2 separate regions of the Danio rerio genome follow, and region 2 is linked to region 1. A link is a contact called in public HiCAR-type data. All regions are on one chromosome and are shown on one strand. The core of a region is the stretch at or near the end of the contact, and the rest is flanking DNA. Distances in the headings are between cores, read along the strand shown. Region 1 has its middle 34 kb from the start of ntmt1. Region 2 has its middle 12 kb from the start of ier5l.

Region 1 (4,120 bases), core at 582-3,081:
TTTAAACAAAACTATTTTTTTGAACAGGCATATCCATTAAATGAAGAGTTTGGTCAATTAAGATCTTTAGGAATAGAAAGATGTTACATTTAACTTCAAAGGAGATATTGCAAAATAATAAAACATTTTATATATTTTTATATTATGTTTCTCTTAATTTTTCCTGTTTATTAAAATTGTATTTAATATTTTTTTCCCACATATTATTTTGGGTGTACTAATTTTTGAACTGTGATTTAAATTTTTTTTGTTAGATCCAATTTTGTCTTTGGTACCGACTAATCTAATCTATATACACAAAAATATTATTATAAAGCATCCTGTAGAAAGTAATAATTTTAAAGAAAATATTATTATATGCTGAGCAGTGTTTATAGCCTGATATTACAATTTTACTTTTGTCATGAAAACAGATCATTGTTAATCATGTTTTAAGGGAGTAAAGTTTACAACCAAATGTTTAAGTTGTACTAGCAAGCTTAGTAAACTTATGTAAACATAGATTGGATCGGTTAAATATACAATAGGCTAACATTATTTTTGTTGTCTAACAAACTAAACTACATTTTGTACAGATTTTATATTGTTTAAATATTTAAGTATTATTCCCCTAAATATATATATAGAAGAATATATAGAAGGTCGCTGGTTCGAGCCTCGGCTGGGTCAGTTGGCATTTCTGTGTGGAGTTTGAATGTTCTCCCCGTATTGGCGTGGGTTTCCTCCAGGTGCTCCGGTTTCCCCTACAAATCCAAAGACATGTGGTACAGATGAATTGGGTATGCTAAAATTATCTGTTTATGAGTGTGAATGAGAGTGTATGGATGTTTCCCAGTGATGGGTTGCGGCTGTGTAAAACATATGCTGGATAAGTTGGCGGATCATTCCTCTGTGTCCACCCCAGAAAAATAAAGGGACTAAGTCGAAAAGAAAATGAATGAATATAGAGAAATCATAAAATGTTTCAAGCTAAAAGATATGCAGATGGAGTTAAACTGATCATAAATGAATACATTTAATAGAAGTGAATGCCACATTGTGGTTTATACTTTGGTTCATTTTGAGATATTATGCCTCTGAACATCTGGTTCCTCTGAGCCCTAGGCCCTTTAAGGCCCCTGCATTTTAAATTTTTCCAGGCTAAAAAGGTACCTTTTTTAGTCTTCAGAATTGTCCTTCCTTTGTGGTAACATTTTTGTGGAACAGTCCATATAAACAAAGAATACTTATACAAACAGTCAATCACAGTTATCTGTTATAAGGTGACTGGACATTAGGTGCAAAAATGTTTTCATACTTGAAAAAAAAGCTAAAAATTATAGTAATGAAAGACCAACCAGAAGTTTGTGACTTATACTAAAGTATGGGAGCAATTCCAACGTCATGGATGTGACATTTATTATAAAAACTCAAAACATAAATTCACAAAGAAAGCATATATTAACATTATATTGAAACATTAAAACATATTTTGTAAAACAACTGATCAGAAAGTTAAGGGATCATTAAAATATCACTCTGTAAACATTTTTATATTTTAAATAGGAAAAAAATAATCATGGGTTATTGATGTGACCAAAAAGTGTGAGTTTACAGTATACACAACATACCTTTTCAACTTGGCTGTAAAATAAGAATTTTATATCAGTAGTAAGAAATTTTGGATTAAATTTCCGGCAGTGAGTGCACAACACATGTGAACACACACACACGCATGCACGCACGCACACACACATAGATACACACACACACACACACACACACACACTCACATGCCTGCTTTGCCACACCCTTCAGAGACATTCAGCCTATTTAGCACAACACACACCCAACACAGAAGGTGATACTGCTTCCTAGGCTGGTGTAGCCTACTTAACATACAACAAGCAGGTTGTAAAGATTGCCCCTTACTACTTTTTGTGAAAGGCAGACTCAATCTTATGTAACATCCCACGTCAGTCTCTTCCTGGTAAACAAGAGCGGTGCTGCTCTGGAGCTGAAGAGGTTTTAGAGCACACATTAAAGCTAACTCTGTCAGAGACAGTTTTGCCTAGAGTACACAACCATCCAGCTCTTCTTTATGCCTCTACGTTTCGCCAAAGCACCCCAACAACATAAAGTCTGGTAGAATAACTTCATTTGAGCTTCTAAAAGTTGTGTTCATAAGGGTTGGCTGTTTAACTTGGAGAACAAACACACAAAACCCAGGCTTGAGGTTGAGCAGCGTAGAACTGTACAGTGACATTTTTGAGGCATTACGGTTGAATGCAATTTCTTGTCATTGATCCAAGAAACTCATGGAATTTGTTACAAGAATTATAGTTGGTAAACAGGAACAACTTTAATTTTTTTTAAATTGACAAAGTGTGTTGATGAGTGCTTTGGTGCTAAAAGCATGAGTCCTGCTGTGGCAGATGAGGTTGACTCACCTCCGCTCCCTGCCCTATCTCCTCTGTGATTTCCAGTCACTGAACTCAGCCCATGTACTTTTTATGGGCCAAATAGTCCACTTCATCTCTTCCTTTGCTAGCAGCGCTGAGTACTGGGCAAGGGCTGGGTCAAAAACACTGGAAAGTGCCCTAACTAACAGTGCCACCTGATGGTGAATAGCTGCTACTACATTAATCACATTACTGTGAGTTGAAATGAGAGCACCACCACAGGTTTACAGTCACAACTGCACAACTGAGATCTCACTGGTTTTAACCTACCTTGATGTCACACCACTACTTTGCTTTGGTTTCAGATGTGATTATATTCAAGGATCTTTGGACTTAGTGAGACTTTTATCTTTGTTTGCACCTTTTGATAAAAGAAGTAAGCAACAAAATAAGATGGCCATTCAGAATATTTGTATCCTCCCTTCTTTTTTTGTGCTTTGGCTCCATTTCCTGGAAGTACTTCCTTAGTTATGACGCACTTCCTGAAGGCTTCTGTGTAATAGGGGGAAACAGTGGGTGTAGGAGAGAACTCATGGAAGGAGATGACTGCTTTCCTGATACACATTTTCAGGTTCCGTTACTATTATGTGGAAGGAGGAGAGGAGGCTAATCTCAAAACAATATGACGAAGAGAAGCTAGTGACTCTTTGATTCATAGATTTCTGAGACTTGGATGTTTTATTATCGTGTTATTACTAAAGGTCTTAAACCTTGTCATCAGATTTCTACTTGATTTAAAGGGATAGTTAAAAGAATTATAGTTTGGCATTATTTACTCACCATCTTGTCATTCCAAACATGTGTAAACAATACAAAACAAGACATTTTAAAGAATGTTAGTAACCCAAAAGTTACTGTTTCATTTGATTGAATTTAATGGTTAAAAATATAATGGAAGTAAGAAGTGTCTGTCATACTCAACGAACCTTCTGATAGTTCCTATAACTATTGGTGCTCTTTGCACCACAGAACAATAACAGTTATTGAAACTTCATTTCGTGGAACTAATTTAGTTGATTTGGTGAATATATGTGGTATAAAACACCAGCACAATAATTGAAATGCTTACAAGAGATACAGAATAGTTCATTTTAGAGCTATTTAGCTGCCACCTTGCTGCGTTGTTTTCTCAGCCTCAACCTTTACCACTACAAGTTGTCACACTTTGTAATTTCATATCATATTATTTATTTGTGCATTTTAAGTCACATAACTCATATGTTTGCATTCCATCTGAATTATCAGAAAACACAAATATACAGCCTCAGTCCTGACATATTTCACCCACCATTTTCAACTGGCTTAGTTATATCCAATCCAGGGTCATTCTGAAAATCTACTCCTATATACATTTCTAAAGAGCGACAAATACGTCCTAGGAGCTACGTGTTTTTGTTTTTGTGAATCCACCAGAGGCTGCTGTGTATGCTGTGAGGTCTCAAATTTCTCTCGCGTGTGTCATTTGCGCCTGCTGTTCTTAGGTAAATCCACCAGAGGTCGCTGTCGACTGACTGACCAACCGACTGATACCACCACCCACCCCCATCCCTAAACCCAACCAATAGTGTTTTTAAAAGTTCAGACTGAACCACCCACCAACTTCCCTAAACCCAACCGACAGTGTTTATAAAAGCAATCCAGAAAAAGAAAAGTCCCCTGATTTTTACCACATTGTCAGA
Region 2 (3,933 bases), core at 1,307-3,806, 240 kb before region 1:
TGTAGGAGGCATTTCAGCATTTATGAGGCAGGACAGTAAATTCCACATTGTTCTTTCTTCTGGCTGTAGTTATCAGTCTCAGACTGATATCAGTAGTAAACTGTCTCAGATTAGCTGAAAACTGCTGTAGAATAAAAATGGGTTCATATTTTTGTAAAATGTCTGTATGCTAAAAAAAACACCCAAATTTCTTTAAACACCATAGTTGGAGATAAAAAGTACCTTAGGTATTCGATTACATCATAGTAGATTTACATTTTTAAAAGGCATAGTACACCCAATAATGTTAATTCCATCATCATTTGTTCCCTACACTTGTTCTGTATGAGTTTATTTCTTCTGCCAAACAAAAAAGAAGATATTTCAGGATTTGAAAATGGTAATCATTGATATCTGTTCATGGATTTCCAACATTCTTCTACATATCTTATTTTGTCCTTGCCAGAAAAAAAAGAATAATAAAAGAGAAATGTTGAAAATTTTAATTTTGGGGGTGAACTATCCCTTTCACACTGTTTTAAAAAATTAGTTTACCTTCATACACAGTTTTTGACTTCCCCCTATCTTATTATTTTAACTAGCTCAAATACATTAACACAATTAATATAATTATAAAGAGTTAAAAGCATGACATTTGTTAGAAATTTTACATGGCTTGAAATTGTCTGCTGCAGGTCTCATAGCCTGTGTATGGCGGCAAATAAACAGAGAGCACCTTTAATAATCCAGTTAATTAAAATGAAAAATCCCTGTTTAAGATACTGCAATTTAACAGAATCAACGACTTTCTTATGAAATGTTTGCGAGTTGATGTCATATGTGACAAATGAACTCACTGAACAGCCTTTCCTGTCTGAGCCTTTCTAGCTCTTCTGGAATTTCAGCTTCCTGTAACCTGTTGAGACTCATCTGCATGCCACGGACTGAGGGTGTGTTCACCAAAGGGTTGGGGGTGGGTGAGGAGGGGAACCGGAGAGATACAGAGAATGAAAGAAAGAGGGAGCTGTATCTCTCCCTCACACAGGTACACACACACACACACACACACACACACACACACACACACACACACACACACGCACATACTCAAACTCTTTTCTCGCTCTTTTTATCTTTTGCACAAACGCACACACACACACACACACACACACACACACACACACTGTGTTTAGGCATTTGCTCTATAAAGAACACCAAATTATTACAGGACATTTTTTATATTCATCTTTAGATATTTTGTTTTGTTAAATATTTTGTTTAAGCTAAATTTTGTAGTATTACTTACAAACGTAGTATTACTTACCCAGAGAGTAGAGTGATTTCTCATAATATAAGGTGCTAACTTTCAATAAAATATATGATTAGTAAATTATGATTCCTAAGAAGCAGTCATTTAAAGAAAATGGCTCTTAAAATGTGACACATTAAATAATAAAAATCTATTATATACACATTTCAGTATATTGCAGTTTAAAAGTGCTCAAATTATGTCTAATATACATTTACAAAGTTTGTCTCAAGTCCTAGATCTGTCTCCTTTATTTCAGATGCTAGAAAATACCACAAAAGCTGCCTTACCAATCTTAATGCCTAGAATTTCCCCCCTTTTCTTTGGCTCTGTCCTTGATCTGGTAATCAATTTCATTGATTTCAACATGAATGACAGCCTTGGTTCAAACCAAAGTACAAATAATGACCCCAAGGATTTTACAAATACACACAGACTTTGTATAATTTTTGCTGTAGGTAGAATATCATCTGGTTTTATTTAAAATGAGATTATTTTAAACAGGGCTGTAGTTTTGTGCCTGGACTCACACTGCCAGAAATTATTCTCCTCACTACCCTCTTCAGTCGAAGGGGGGTGCATTTTTGATGGCTTCTAGGTGGATGTGGACATATGAGGAGCGTGCGCACGGACGCGTGCACGCGCTATAGGTAAACCATTGCGCACTCGCGTGGCACATAGCTGTGGGAAGAATAACGAAATAAAGTATATAGGCAAACAAAACATTATTATTAATAATATTAATATACATAATTATGTTCTATACGTATTTAGAATGCTTCAACATTTAACCTATTAATTTTTAAGAGTAACATTTAACAGTTAATTGGCTGTTTATGTAAACAATGCAATCGAACCAGCATTTTTAAATGGCACAGATCGTACTAAATAAAATAAACTCTATAATGCGGTATAGTCACGCAAGTGAATGTTCCACTTGCCAGGATGCATGTTTTACTTGCGTGCCTACTCCTCCCTCCAGCTCAACAGAGCGTGCGCGAGCTCGCCCACGTGTGCGCGCTGCAGGGTGACAGCGGAAGACAGAGGTTGCGCTTGCAGCACGCACTACTTCAGAGGCATGAGAATGAGCGAAATCGCTGCAAATGTTTATTTCTAACAAAAATGTAATTCGCATAGGTCCTTTTCCAGAGATATCCGAGCGGCCCGTGGAAGTGTTAGCAGCACGGGCATTCTCAAGAGTGCAGCTTGTGCCCTATTTTTATCCTTCAGCTCGTGTGCGTCACGAATCCAATGGCTGTGGTGACACTTTGCGTTGATTTCGAGGTTCGCCTACTAATGCTCTCCTGCAGAGGGCCCATTTCTCCTTGAAGTGCTTAGACCGCTGTGTGTGAGTGAAATATTAGAACTAACAATTTCCCCTGCAAATGCGAGCATCAAATCAGCTCTGCCAATAATGGCATGCTCAAACGGCCAGCAGGAAAAAAGAACCATCTAAGAGATATTAACAGCATTTTCACAATTTCTGTGCTGCTCCTAGGATTTATTAGAATATATTTGTTCAGGATATATATTATAAATAAAATTATTTTAAACAAATATATCATTAAAGGGGTAGTTCGACCAAATATAAATTTTATTTCATTTACTGGCCCTCCACTTGTTCAAAGTCTGTATGAATTTCATAAGATATTTTGCAGAACATGGGTTTCTAAAGTTGTCTTTATTGATTTTTATTGCATTTTTTCCTAATATGGAGGGTTTTTTTTAGGGGGGGGGGTGGTGGGCTTCTATTATTTATTATTAGAAAATATATATAATAAAAACTTTGGAGCAACTGTAGGGTGTAAATAGCGAGTGTTATTTTCTGGAGTAATTATACCTTTAAATCAATCTTTATATTTAAATGTCAAATCAATATTAGATACAGTAATGTGTGTTAAAAAGAGTAAAATATATGAACACTTTTATTATTTGTGTCAATACCTAATTTCACAGATGTTTAAATGAACATTGCGCATATCACATAATTATTTGATCCAAGCAGACTCTACATGTTTTGTACTATGTTTTAGCAGCACACAGCTTCTTTGTTTTTCATGTTTTCATGCACGCATGCTCAGATGCACTGAAGTATGTTTTGAATGCAAAAAAAAAAAGTGGCCTGCTCTTCTTCAGAAGCTTGCAGTGCTGCTGGATGGTGTGTGTGTCCCAGTAGGGAGTTTCAGTACTGAAGAAACTATTGTCAGGAAGTGGCGTATAGGTTGGTCACATCTGCAGTCCACTCTTCATACACTCCCTCTACTGGCGTCCACTTTGACACTCTCCCGGCCAGAATTAAATGGCTGTTACCGTACAGAACGTAAGGGAGGGGGGATTGAGAGAGAGCGCTGGTGTTAGCAGTTATTGGTTGAATGTGAAATGAAAGATCAGTGTACATAGATTGAAATTTACTTTTAAGTTTAACTTTGACTCTCATATAATATTTTAATCAATGTTCATTTAAAAAAATAATAATTTGACGTCTTTTATTGTCCCTTATTATTTTTAGTCCAGTGTTTGGGAGAGAACCAAAATATTGAAAGCTATCAATGCATCCAGTGCAAAAAAAGCATTTCCTGTTCATAGTTTTGTAAGCCAAGAGGATTAACTAGACATGTTTGTCTGCTGAGAGGAAGACGGAAAGA

What was found. HiCAR-type assays count read pairs that join an accessible place to other places.
Region 2: a contact with region 1 is called in a HiCAR-type map of caudal fin, with 12 times the contacts expected there. The contact joins two enhancer-like sites. A contact is called at or near these places in 3 of 18 Hi-C or Micro-C datasets (caudal fin, fibroblasts and an unstated tissue) and 1 of 4 datasets of contacts at active chromatin or transcription factors (caudal fin).

Annotation. Positions count from the first base shown.
Region 1 is chr5:33,157,457-33,161,576 of GRCz12tu, reverse strand. It overlaps a transcript of ntmt1 not described here. Among named protein-coding and RNA genes, the nearest start is that of ntmt1, 34 kb to the right of the region's middle. Within about 2 kb of position 1,831, at least 46 of the 62 cell types and tissues checked have an H3K27ac peak or open chromatin away from gene starts, as enhancers often do. A contact at or near this core is called in caudal fin, where this site is marked.
Region 2 is chr5:33,397,349-33,401,281 of GRCz12tu, reverse strand. No RefSeq gene overlaps it. Among named protein-coding and RNA genes, the nearest start is that of ier5l, 12 kb to the left of the region's middle. Within about 2 kb of position 2,556, at least 58 of the 62 cell types and tissues checked have an H3K27ac peak or open chromatin away from gene starts, as enhancers often do. A contact at or near this core is called in caudal fin, where this site is marked.